Regions from separate parts of the Anser cygnoides genome. Here region 2 is linked to region 1. Evidence: chromatin contacts called from public Hi-C data. All regions are on one chromosome and are shown on one strand. The core of a region is the stretch at or near the end of the contact, and the rest is flanking DNA. Distances in the headings are between cores, read along the strand shown.

What was found. Hi-C and Micro-C count contacts between places; a contact is called where the count stands out from the background.
Region 2: a Hi-C map of fetal liver shows a contact between it and region 1, with 2.0 times the contacts expected there. The contact joins the enhancer-like site here to the promoter of FZD1 in region 1. A contact is called at or near these places in 2 of 7 Hi-C or Micro-C datasets (fetal liver and granulosa cells).

Annotation. Positions count from the first base shown.
Region 1 is chr2:24,655,422-24,662,318 of Taihu_goose_T2T_genome, forward strand. It overlaps FZD1 (frizzled class receptor 1), which reads left to right and starts at 3,555. Exons shown (of 2, transcript XM_048077531.2): 1 at 3,555-5,620; 2 at 5,975-6,897. The coding sequence starts at 3,688. The coding sequence ends at 5,451.
Region 2 is chr2:24,881,753-24,888,649 of Taihu_goose_T2T_genome, forward strand. No RefSeq gene overlaps it. Among named protein-coding and RNA genes, the nearest start is that of AKAP9, 58 kb to the right of the region's middle. Within about 2 kb of position 3,714, at least 1 of the 3 cell types and tissues checked has open chromatin away from gene starts, as enhancers often do. A contact at or near this core is called in fetal liver, where this site is marked.

The DNA of each region.
Region 1 (6,897 bases), core at 2,305-4,804:
TTCATTTTAAGATATGACTTTAACGTCTGAGTTTTCACTTCTTTTAGCATGGAATTTCCATGGCAAAGGGGAAGACTGCCTGTCCTTCAACAAAAACTCAAGATGCCTGTGTAAGACCACGATGACTGTTGTACTGAACCAAGCAAAGGTAGCATTCAGTCCTGTCTCCTCTCTCTAAGTCACTCCTGGTGAATACCTACGGAATCACTACAAGAACAAGACGTACACAGTGATATTCTCCTGTGGATGTGATGTGCAGTACTGGGGTACTACACAATTAGTACACAAGTACTGGGATACGACAAAAGGAGCAGTATCTTGGCTTTTGGGCCCTATAAGCTTTTCTTCGGGTTACAAATGCAAGCTGCAGCTTTCACTTAAGAATGATTGCTTAAGATTTACTAATTTCAAGTAAGATTTACTACAGGTATTAAGCCAGCTTGGAAAGGAAGAAGGTGGTATCTGTAGAATAAAGAGGATGTTAATCATACAGGTGGATGGGAGGAAAAATGGCATTTATAAGCTAAGCAAAAAGGAGAGACAATTACCTGATGGTCTGTTGTTTCAGAGGGAGTTAAGAGGGTGATGGATGCAGGGGGTGAATGTATTGTTTTGTGGGAAACTTTCGCTCACTGGCAGCACAGTGACACACAGGACAAAGTACATTACATTTCTGGAACTGCACAGGGAATATCAGGATGCTGATGGGTTGGTGGCAGGGGGTATTTGTTGCAGTAGTAGCAGATAGGCATCAACACATTTTTTGTTTCTTGCTCAGGCATGGTTTAAACGGACCTGCTGTTTTGGGCCACAGAGAATAATGTTCCTAATGATGAGTTTTGTGGTTTGGGGTGCTTGAAATGTAGGACAAGTGCTTCTGGGAAGATTCTTTCCACATAGGAAATCTTCTGTTAGGTGAAAAATCATTAAACAGTTAAAACTGACAAGTCCTAGGAACATTCATGGACTTAACAGCTCTTAGTCCTTGCTCTCCCATCCCCCCCAACACCCCATCCGTTCCAGCTTCTACTTCTCCTTTCTAAGCTGGTCTCACTGATATATCCATATCTGAGCTCTAAGCAGTCGTTCCCAAGTTGCATTTAGCATTAGTAGCTACTTCTTCAGAACTGCGAAAAATGGCTTGTAAACCCCCAAATTTGTCTATTTTCCCTTCCATACCAGTTGCTCTGATAAAAGATATTAGCTGTAAGTACAAACCTTGTCCCGCATGCACCGATCCTTCCACTAGAACACATTTCTGGCTTGCAGCACACAGCAACTTAGTGACTTTTCATTTGTATTTTTCCCCCCAGTTTGAGAACTGAGCATTTCATAAATATTTCAAATGCAGACCCCTGTAGAGAGAATTTAAGCCAACTGAGGATGGACTTGCATGTCTTAACTGCCTTTCCTGGATTCTGCGATGCATCCCCAGGTGTGGAAACCACATGTGGAAAGCCACAGAGTCTTCCTGACACTGGCTAGAAATTCACGCTTATTTTCTCTGTGAAAGAGTGTGCATAATATCTGTTCTTATCCAAAGATTCAGCGTTCAATTATTTTAGAATGAATAGGAAAACAATACTATCATTTAAGGCTGAATATAAATCAGGTTTTGTGCTAGGAAGGAGTGGGTAATTTTAATTACTGAGGCAGATGTGAAGAGGAAAATCTCTAGATTAAAACAGTAAATATGTTATACAAGGAATCAAACCTTTTTTCAGCAGGAGATGGAAAGAGACAGCATTTGTGCTCATCACTTTTGAACTGAAGTCCTCGGAGAAGAGAGCTCTTGACAGAACTCAATGAACCTCAGTAAATGAGGACATCAGCAATCAACATATTTAAGGTTGGGCAATTTCCAAACACAATCCTGCTCCAGCAGTCGTTATACAGCACAGATCTTGCTCTTAATTAGTTTGAATGTGGGACAGCACTGCTGGGAGAAAGAAAGTGGCCTAAATAGCAGGCCCAAATTTTATCTGCAGCTATCCAAGAAATACGGATGTCTTTTATTAACCCTTGCCACCTATGACAGCTAGAAGTACATACTAGGCTTGTCTTATTCCTAATGGATTTTTGCAGCCCATTAGCCTATAAGGGAAGAGGGTCGTAGCATGCCGCAGAGAACCAAGACAGCTGGCCAGGGAAGTTTCGCGCCTGGTTCTGCTCTGAAAGGCAGCATTAACAGTCAGACAAATACGAGGACATTCATGTCCACGACACAGAGGTTTGGTTACTGAGCGTTTAGAAAACGTGCTGGGATCTTCCTCACCTCCAGGAGCACAGTTTATTATTCTTCTTGAATTCCAGAGAGCCCGGTAAATCCCCCGCTCAGCCTCCACCATTTTTCCAGGCTGCGCACTTTGGGAGAACCAACAGAACGGCCATTCTGCACCAGCGGACGCGCCTCAGACATGCCGAAAGAAATGGCCATTGTTGGCAATTACTGTATGCCCATTCACTTGGCAAAACCCTCCTTTCTCAGGACATAGCGAGCACTTTAAAAACCTGACGGGAGGTACTTCAGGTCACACAGCATTCATCTCAAATTAAGCTCAAATAGCTGCGTGTTGGGCAGATGGGGGAAGAGGGGCTGGGACGCCCTATTTTCGTGATTATTTTGTGTTTCAGGCTAGTGCTGTAGTTGCTCTAGGAGGAACACGTAGATGAAATACTGACAATAACTGAGTACTGAGATCCTTAAGATGTCTCTGGAGAGAGGGAGGTGGGTTTTGGCTGTCTCACACCACCAGCTGCATGTTTCTGAGGCGGCTCTCGCGGGCTCAGCTCTCAAACAGCCCAAGTCGCTGCAACCACCGGATCCCCTCGATGTAAGCCCCGCACCGACCCCCGTTATTGTTCCCCGCTCCCTCCCCTCCTCCCACCCTTCCGCCGCCCCCTGCCCCTTCGGAATCACCGACCGGGCCGGGACGAGCAGGGCGGCCGTCCCCGGGGGGCGATGCCCGGCCTGCCGTGCCCCCAGCCCAGCCTCCGGCCACAACTTGCCCCCCCCCCTCCCTTCCCTTCCCCTCCCTGCGGCTCCGCGGCGGGGGGCGCGCTGAGGGGAGCGTGCGGCGGCCGCTTTGTGAGGGGCTTCGCCCGCCCTTTGTGCCGCCCGCCCGCGCTCCCCGGGACCCCCCCTGTCCCCCGCAACCCCTCCGAGCTCGTCTCCCCCCTGCGGGGGCTCGACGCGGGGCGGCCCTGCCCGGCCCCCCCTCAGCCCCGTCCCGCCCCGTCCCGCCCCGCCGCCTTTGTGCGCGGCGCGGGGCAGCCCCGCGGCCGCCTTGCGCCCGCCCCCGGGCGCGGCGCTGGAGCCGGTCCCTTGCGCAGGAAACTTCGGCGTCGGTTTCAAGGCCCCTCCCCGGCGGGGCAGGCAGACTGCGGGGCGCCTGGAAACCGGTCGGAGGGCGCGCGGGCTCGGGGGGCCGGCACAAATGGTCGGGCGGCGGCGGCGGCGGCGGCGCTAGGAGGCGGTGGCGGCGGGAGGGAGGCAGGCACGGAGGGAGGGCGGCGGGCGCTGCCTGCCGGGGCGGGCGGCAGCGGCAGAGCAGCAGCAGCAGCAGCAGCAGCGCGAGTGGCGGCCGGGGCTGCCCCGTCCCTGCCCGCCGCTCCCTTCATGAGCCGCAGCTCGGGGCCCGGAGGAGCGGCGCGGCGGCGGCGGAGGGAGCCCGGCAGCGACTGAGCATGGCCGAGCGGCGCGGGCCGGCGGGCGGCGGGGAAGTTGGCGGCGGCCGGTGCCGGCGGCTGCTGCCGGTGCCGCTGCTGCCGCTGCTGCTGCTGTGGGCGGCGGCGCTGCCGGCCGGGGGGCAGCCGCCCGCGCCGCAGTACAACGGCGAGCGGGGCATCTCCATCCCGGACCACGGGTACTGCCAGCCCATCTCCATCCCGCTGTGCACCGACATCGCCTACAACCAGACCATCATGCCCAACCTGCTGGGCCACACCAACCAGGAGGACGCGGGGCTGGAGGTGCACCAGTTCTACCCGCTGGTCAAGGTGCAGTGCTCGGCCGAGCTCAAGTTCTTCCTCTGCTCCATGTACGCGCCCGTCTGCACCGTGCTGGAGCAGGCCCTGCCGCCCTGCCGCTCCCTTTGCGAGCGCGCCCGCCAGGGCTGCGAGGCCCTCATGAACAAGTTCGGCTTCCAGTGGCCCGACACGCTGCGCTGCGAGAAGTTCCCGGTGCACGGGGCCGGCGAGCTGTGCGTGGGGCAGAACGCCTCCGAGCGCGGCACCCCGACGCCCGCCTTGCACCCCGAGAGCTGGACCAGCAACCCCCAGCGCGGGGGTGCCGGCGGCGGGGCCGGGGGCTCGGGGCCCGGCGAGCCCCGTGGGCGCTTCTCCTGCCCGCGGGCGCTGAAGGTGCCCTCTTACCTGAACTACCGCTTCCTGGGCGAGAAGGACTGCGGGGCGCCCTGCGAGCCCGGCCGCCTCTACGGGCTCATGTACTTCGGGCCCGAGGAGCTGCGCTTCTCCCGCACCTGGATCGGCATCTGGTCGGTGCTCTGCTGCGCCTCCACCCTCTTCACCGTGCTCACCTACCTGGTGGACATGAAGCGGTTCAGCTACCCCGAGCGGCCCATCATCTTCCTCTCGGGATGCTACACGGCCGTGGCCGTGGCCTACATCGCCGGCTTCCTGCTGGAGGAGAGGGTGGTCTGCAACGAGCGCTTCGCTGAGGACGGCTCCCGGACCGTGGCGCAGGGCACAAAGCGGGAGGGCTGCACCATCCTCTTCATGATGCTCTACTTCTTCGGCATGGCCAGCTCCATCTGGTGGGTCATCCTCTCCCTCACCTGGTTCCTGGCCGCCGGCATGAAGTGGGGCCACGAGGCCATCGAGGCCAACTCCCAGTACTTCCACCTGGCCGCCTGGGCCGTGCCGGCCATCAAGACCATCACCATCCTGGCCCTGGGGCAGGTGGACGGGGACGTGCTCAGCGGCGTCTGCTTTGTGGGCATCAACAACGTGGACGCGCTGCGGGGCTTCGTGCTGGCCCCCCTGTTCGTCTACCTGTTCATCGGCACCTCCTTCCTGCTGGCTGGCTTTGTGTCCCTCTTCAGGATCCGGACCATCATGAAGCACGATGGCACCAAGACGGAAAAGCTGGAGAAGCTCATGGTGAGGATAGGCATCTTCAGCGTCCTCTACACGGTGCCGGCCACCATCGTCATTGCCTGCTATTTTTACGAGCAAGCTTTTAGGGAACAGTGGGAAAGGAGCTGGGTCACGCAGAGCTGTAAGAGCTATGCCATCCCCTGTCCTAATAACCACAGCAGCCATCACCCACCCATGAGCCCTGACTTCACCGTCTTCATGATCAAGTATCTCATGACCTTAATCGTGGGCATCACCTCGGGCTTCTGGATCTGGTCGGGGAAAACGCTGAACTCCTGGAGGAAGTTCTACACCAGGCTCACCAACAGCAAGCAGGGCGAGACCACCGTCTGAGACCCCCGGCCGGGGGGCCGGGCGGGCGGAGGACCCGGGCTCTGCCCGCAGAGCACCCGCCGTGCCCCGGTACCGGCTGCACGCTCGCGCTTATCCAGCCCCGGCAAACTTCAAACTTTGCAGACTGCTTGTTGTCCTGCAGGCGACGGGGAGCAGAGGAAAAAGTCAGGTGGGAAACTCCTGCGCTTGGGACAGACTTGGGGTTTTTTTTCTCCTTCTCTCCTCTCTCCTCTCTCTCGCTGTCTCCTGTAGGAACTGAACGTACTGTAAGGTTGGGGGAGAGGGATGTAAATAGCCTCTGTAAGATTTTGTAAGTATATTTGTATTTAAATTACAAAAAGTCTCACTTTTTTAATTATTTAGGACATTTTTAACCCGTTTGCAGATTTTGCTTCCTCGCCCTCCCCTTTTTTTAAAAAGAAGAAAAAAAAAAGGCATTGGATTTTTATTTTATAGGGCAGGATGGGGAAAAAATTACCGGCAAAAGAAACCAAAACAACCCCCTTTCTTCTCCCCCCCACAGGTTTTGTAATGGCTTTGCTTGGAGTTTCAGTTGCATGAACAGCAGGGCCTGGACTGAGGCGGCTGTGACTGCCTAGGGCGCCTCCCGACACGGGCTGGGTGCTGCTCCCAGCCTGCCAGAGGTATGTGGAGGTGGAGGTGGGGTTGGGGAGGAGCGCCGCTTCCTGACGGCCTCCCTGCCCCACGGTGGGGACAGGGCAGCCAGGACAGCCACCCGGCCACGCCGCGGGGACATGGCCACGCTGCGGGACCGCGCTTCGCCATGCCTCGGCCGTCCCCAGCGAAGCCAAGCCCTGCGCGCCCGAGCCAGGCCCTTCTTTTGGAGGGGGGGGAAAACAATGGCCCGTCCTGCCCGAAGGTGTGTCCGGCCTTTTTTCAGAGGAGAGCATCGCCGCGGTGCCCTGTACAAGGGGGGCTGGCTGCTGGCTGCCCTTTCTCGTTTTTTAAATTTATTTAAATGCACCACATAGTTGAAAAAGAGTTGGCAGGTTTTGTTTTGCTTTGGCCAGGAGTTGAGGTCTAACACTGTCTGCACCTGTAGCATGTCGGATGGCTTCAGAGGTGAATGGGGACGTAGATACAACAAACTTCCTTTTTTAAAAAAAAAAGAAAAAAAATATAATTTTTTTAAACCCACCTAATGAACTTTTTTTCGGTCATAAAACCGAGAGGTGTCCGCTCTGGGTTCTCCTGTAGAAATGAGATTATTGGCCTTGTCCGTCAGGAGGTGCGTAGTCCTTGGAGGAAAAAACTAAAGCCTAACTGCAAATCTGAACCCGGGAGTCAGTTGCAGCTCCTGCTGTCATCATGGGGCAGCTTGTGCATGTTCACATTCTTCTGGTAACGAAAATGTTGAGGGAGAGCTACCTGGAACGCCTTGCTGCCCTGCTGGTGTTTACTGAGGTTAGCAGAGGGTTCAGTGCA
Region 2 (6,897 bases), core at 2,464-4,963, 230 kb after region 1:
TAGCTCTGTGCCTGAGCTAATTACTCGTCCATAGCTTACCACCATGGGCAACTTTGGCTTCTTGCCATAAATGTGATGTTACAAAATCACAACCCAGATAAGCTGTCTGCAGAAATGGAAGGTTTAATGTTAACCTTGAAACTGCTTTAGAACTGCCTTCTCTGGAAGACATCTGCTAATACTGAAACTCACTTCGAAGCAATGTTATTTTTTCAAAGATTTTGCAGTATGTGGAGCTTATACTCATGAACAGTCACCACAAACGACTAGAGAAAGGTCAGGAGGTTATTCTGTTGCCTCTTCTATCCAGCATAATCCAGTTCTCTTTTTATTTAAGGAGATGAATTGATGTAAACAGTGGATACTATCAAAAATACAGATAAGGACCTTAACAAACACAAGAAGAGGTCTTTCACATGGGTACTGAGATATCAAGAAGAATATACCAGAAGGAGGAGAAATAAAGGCACTGAGGAGCAGAAGTTTTTTGATGTACCGCTGTGTAAGGATGTGCAAATAAGAAGGGGAATGACTCTTTATGACATGGGGAAGAGGATAGAAGGATAGAGCAGGGCTTATTGCATGAACTGTGAACAGGTTGTTTGGGCAATTATTCTCATCCCTACCTCACCCCCATCTCTTTTCTCAAGGAATAGTATAGCTTTCAGTAAATGAAAGGAACCAATATCTCCTTTGCCTTTCACTGCCAGTATACACACCACCTTGAGGATAAGGGGATTTTCCTCTGTCAAGGGTGAAAACACAGCAGGACCTTGAGCAGTTCTGTTGTGGGGAGACCGTGCTACTCCCTGCAGTCCTCTTGTACTGAGTGAAAATAACTCCAAAAATACAATCAGTTCATCAGACCTTTTATCTCCAAAGGCTGAGCAATTTTAACTTCCACTGACTGTGGCTCTTTATTCCTCTCTGAAGGTGAGACTTCCTGAAAATCAGACACCATCTCAAGTCTGGAAACCTGAAAACTCCAGGCACCAAAATAAGACACTATGTTCAAAAAGCCTAGGCAGTAGGCGAAAGAAACGTGTTGTATAAGCCTTTAAAGGATGTGTCAGTGCTACGTGCTTTGCTAAGTGCATGAGGAGTTGCCATGTATTTTTATTAATTCATTATGGTTGATCTAGTTATATAAACCGGAAGTGGCAATAGATTAGCTCCTGGAGAGTGTTTCATATGGGATTACATTTAATGCTGAAATTCCCATCATACTCTTAACTTTTAAAATACTGATAACACAGTACATACTGTGCACTTTTTGAACACTGAGCTATGGATTCCCAGCAACACACTCAGAGCTCTAATAATAAAGATTGCATTTAGAAAAGCTTAATTTTCATGCTATTAATCTCTTCAGTGGTAAGAGTAATTATTTGGTATTCACCAAGAAGCAATCCCATAACATGCACAGGGTGCCAGTGTGTTAGCATGGTTTGAATGACCACATGGTGAGAAGAAATATTTCTCTCTCACCAGCAAATTTTATGCAAGTCTTTAAAAAGGCTGTGAATTGTATTTGCTGGACGTAAAACTTTCTCTGTTACAAGTATCATGACATCTTTGTTTACCTCAAATGACCTCCAAAGTTTCCAATTTTCTTCAGTAACACCTTTAAGGTCTCCCTTCCAAGAGTCCCTTTCTTTTTCTGACCCTATTTTCTTCTTTTCATGCCACACATTTGTCCAGTACTGCACACTGTAAAAGACTTTTGCCATTACATGTATTTCTTTTTCCCCGTCTCTCATTTGAAGCCCTTTTTTTAAACAACAACTGTCTATTGTGCTACCCCTTCAGGTAGGCAGAAAGGCAGTATCTGGATAAAGTAAATCATCGAATGCTGAGTAACCACTTGTCTTTGTGTTGAAGGCATTTTGATTTCCAGGAAGTAAACATAACTTTTTACTGTGGCTTTTGTTTGAAGATAACACATCTTCAATGGAAGTATACCTTCCATTGAAATAGATGCAGAACAGTAAAAGTCTAAAGTCGCTGCAAAACATCATATTTTAGTGGACATGTCCCATATTTGTAAGTGACTAAAGCTGCAACATTTAAAAATAAGTGCTAGGCTTAGATAGTATTGCAACATAAGAACAATCTAAACTGTTAACAGGAATTTGTCCTCTGCTCCTGATATACAAGTGCCTGGATGCTCTTACTTGTCTGTAAGAGTGTCTCAGCCACTGTAAATCTGAGTAATCATCTAACACATGAAGTTTAGGTACCATAACTGTGGCCACTCGGTGCTAACTAACTGCCACAAGGATATTTTCTCTCCTCCCACTGTGTAACTTCAATAGGGAGCCATGGTGTTTGCCCCTAACTGCAGAAGTTATCTGGTTGCTGTTCCTTGTTCACTTTTTTATTCCTTCTAAATCTTCTTATTTATAATTATTATTCCATTATTTATCTCAGTCTGTCTTCTAGTTGGTCCACCTCTCTCCAGTCTTTGATTTTCCCTAATTCTTTTTCCCCGTGTTTATGCTCAACAACTTATTCACCAGCTCCTTCAATCCTAAATTTATCAGAAATGTTAAGTTCTCTCAAATAAAGGTATTTCCTCATCAAATGGGAATGAACTCATGTATTCAGTATACCTGGTCTCTCTTCTTGATTTTTTAAGGGGCACAACATAATGAATAAGCCTATGAATCACATTTGGAAGATGCCAAATTCCTGCCATATGAGCATTCTTGAGGGCCTGAGGGTACTATTATATTTGCTTCAGGGTTTATGAAGATGGTGAGGAGCCAGGTTTTGAAAGAGAAATTACTGGCTGTAATGAGCCTGCCACCTCTGAGATGAATGTGAGTGATCCTGTAGGAGTCAGTGCAGCATGCACGATTTCTGGATTCCCAGCATACTCCGAAGGGAGCCAGACTCAGTGTCTCCCTTACAGAACAATGCAGCCTGGGATAATATAGTGTGAAAGGAAGGCTCATGGCATGCTCTGAGGAATCAAACCACCACAGCTGTAAATATTATCTTTGAGTCATATAGGCACACATCATACACAATGTAGGTGTGTTCTCTGGCTCTGAAGGCTGCATTGTCCTCAGAGAGTGCTCATTTATGTTAATTCCACACACTATGGCTGTTACTAGGAAATATTTGTCTGTTTTAAAGAGATATTGTATGAACTGGAATTATTTATTTTTGTCTCTTGCAAAGACAGCTGTTGCTGTTGTTGCATCTTCTTGTTTAGAAGTTCTCTCCACTGCTGATGGGAAGCACAAGTCTTCTTGGGCGGGTAGTGTCCCGGGCTGTGTGCTGTCTGGAGGAGCTGTTGGAGAAGACGGCTTCTGTCAGTAGCTCTCTCCACACTTTCAACATGAGAAGGGTGGCTCCTGGTGATCTGCACCTCCGTGAAGTTAAGGAAAAGCCTCTTGACACAGTCTGCTTGCAGAAGACAACTGCCTCCTCTGTCTCTGAACGCAGCCTGCCTGGCCACCATCCTGCTTTCTCCTGAAGCCCCCTGAGCTTAACCCTTCCTTGCCCAGCACTCCATCATTTATCTCGCTGCATCCCTCAGCTGTCCTGCCTCTTTCAGTTCTCTCCATATACACTTTGACTCCTTCCTAGACCTCAAAATTGTTAGGCTTTTGCAGATTGTGTATGCAGCTGTGTTCATGGTCAGATCCAAGCTCTGTCTGACAGCCAGGGTGAATGTTAATGTGTAAGCAATGAGGAAACCATTGAGTGTGACCTTGAATCCTAAGCTAACATGACAGTATAAACACAGTCCCAGTTATTGCTCCTATGCTCTCTGCCTGCATGAACAATCTCTCTCTTTCTCTCTCAGGCTCCCCCTACTCCCCCTCACCAACCTTTCATTGCTTCCTCCACCGTTCCTCACTCTCACTCTCTGATTGGAGACCTTTTAAACAACTTGAATAGACGTATTCAAACAGTACAGAAAGGCCACTAAAAAGCACCTGGTCCTGAATGGTTTCACAAACATCCATGTCATAATGAAGTTCAGAATGTGTATTTGGGTACCCAGAGGATCTCTGATTTTTTTTAATTAATTGGTTGGTGATTCCTTAAAATCATTTCAGTACAGTCCTCAGTACTTACCTGTGTAAGAGAATTGTGAATTACCTTCCCCAGCATCGTGATATTGCCAAGTTATCATTCCATTTGAATAACCAACAAATTAATTCAACATTGGCTCCCAAAAACATTGACACAAGTGACCTTTTTACATTCACCCATGGTAGAGACAGAATTAGAACCCAGAAGATGTCTCAAGTCCTGCTTCACTTATTTATGGAGAGTACAGGAAAGCAGTATATACTTTTTATACTAAATAGTGTTTTTTTTTTTAATTACATGGAAAGGATTCTGTGTCCTGCTTCACCTTCACAAAGACCTACCAAATTTCAGCATATTCCCCAACCATTGCCGTCACTCTTCATTCTGATAATTGTTTTATAGGCAGGAAATCCCATGATTTATTAAATTACTTTTTAATGAACATATAATAACAACTAACAATAAATGAAACTAGAGAAGGCAAGAAGGAACTATAATCACAGCCATCAAGTCAGTATAAAAAGTGCCAATCCTGATGTTAATTTAATTTGAGATTTAAGAAGATTACATAAACTGAATTATATTAATTTCCATTTCCACTGCCTCAGCAGTCAGCTAGCATTGGACAGATGGCATCATAACCAAAACATTTTTCTTCTCCATATGTATACTCCCTCCAGTAATTTACTTTAGCATGCTATGGCACAACTGGAGAAAACAAAAATGACAATGTTTATTAAGATTGTAGAAGACTAGACTCAATTACGACATAGACATCCATTTATTTTCCCATAGTTTTCAAATAAATTATTTTGAATACCTAGTTGTCAATGAAGACTCTCAGCTTTTCATCGTTGTCCCCTAGCAGGCCTTTTAAGCCTGGTTTTCAAGATGGACTACATGTCCTGCTTGATGGATCAGCAAGAGATGGTTTATCATTAAATAAACTGAGCAACAGAGAATGATAGACCAACAAGAAAGCCAACTAGAAATGGTATCAAGTTCCTACCTCCATATTTTCACAAATTTTTGTGTTTGTTTTTACCCAGTGTTTTGTGTTTTGTGTTTTTGTTACCCAGTTCTCAGTATTTTCTAGCCAGACCTAGTCCCATTTTTGATATTCCATAACCATTCCGTAACAGGCAGACAGCAATTATACTAGCTGGTCTTTTCAATGTTCAATAATTTTAATAGGCTTACAAGTCTTTCACCTCTTCTTTTACAAAACTGACCACCTGTGACAGAAAGGGAGTGTAAGGAGACATTCAAAATATAACATGTTTTAGCATTTTGGTTAGGGTAATGAGCTGCCCTTTTTATAAGCTCCCAAATACAGAAAAAATGTTCTAACTGTACTGTGGTTTAGTGGGTACAGGAAAGAACCAGAACTAATGTTAGTTCTAATGATGTCCAAGAATATCAGGAAAAAAAAAAACAGTCTGATGTAGTATTAGCCAAAGTAGGTGGTCTACGGGATCAAGAGATACAAATGAATTCTTTATTGTGAAGGAAAGGGAGAGACAAGAAAACATTATCAACATTATTAATGTATTTGGAGAAGGAGCAAGACACCTGGCATCTTGGTGGATGCAATGATGGGAATAAAACAAAGTAGGCAGGAAGGATGACTTGGATGAGGAGACAGGTAGAAATTTATAAAATTGCAGATCTATAAAGTTTATGTAAGTGATTCTCAGGTTTCAGTTTCTAGAAAACTGTATCTGCAGCAAACAGTTCCCAAGAGCCTGCAAAGTCAAGTAGTTGGTATGGAAACTGGGATACATAAGAGCATAACTTCAGAACATCACTGAGTGAGACTGAAGACCGTATCAGCACAGCAACCTGCATCTGACAGTGATTAATAGCAGTTCCTTAGAGAAAAAGCAGAAGAAAGACAGCAAGCATAAAGTGACCTCTACCTACTGTGTACTTTCTGCAAAGAGTTGCTTTGTAGAAAGGTCTTCCTGAGAAGAGAGGAAAGTTAAGAGTCATGAAAGGATCTGTATCTAATTCACCTGTTAAATACACTGTATTTTGCTATCCATAACAAAAAAAAAAAAAAGTATTTTTGTTCTGAATTGCAAAAGAAGATACACTTTAAAATTTCTGTCTGAGAATATCAGGAGGAGCAGCCTCTAATTTTTACAAAGATCAACATTTTTGTCCATATGACAATAAAGAGCAGACTTATCACAAATCACAGCTCAAATGAGGGAAGACTTCCAGAGCACTCCCAGTGTAAGAAGGGTTGAATTTTGTACCCTTCCTGTACAAAATGACACAGGACTTCAAGCCTGGCCATGTTACCTTCTCCTTTTCTGAATTTATGTCTAGTTCACTTCTACACCCCAGTGAATGAGCTCAACATCTTCTGAAGCCTGCCCACACAAGACAACTCCTTCTTCTGTCCATCCATGACATAGAACATGCCAGTAACTGGAAGTTTATGCTAACCTATGAAGAGTCATGTGCTGCCTCAAGGAAGGAAATGAACTTACCTCTTAATCAAGTCATCCCTACTATAGAAATAGCTCTCATGAGAATGGGAGCATGCAGAGAGAAAACGATCTCTTATGCTTCTTATTCTCCTGGGAGAACAGTCAGTTTAACTGGTGAACCTATATATACATACTACACTTCACTGTGGTATACCCAGAATTAGAATGTCCCAAGCCCTTCGCTCTTCACCACCACCCTCTGAACCTGGCTGAGTTCAGCCTCACTGGTGCCAGCAGAGCACGTGTTCTATACAGCTCTAAAAGTCAGCTTTGACTCCCAACCACATGTCTGGGTAAATGCAAAGTGAAGAGTCAGGTAGAATTGAATCACAAGCACCAAGTTATTCAT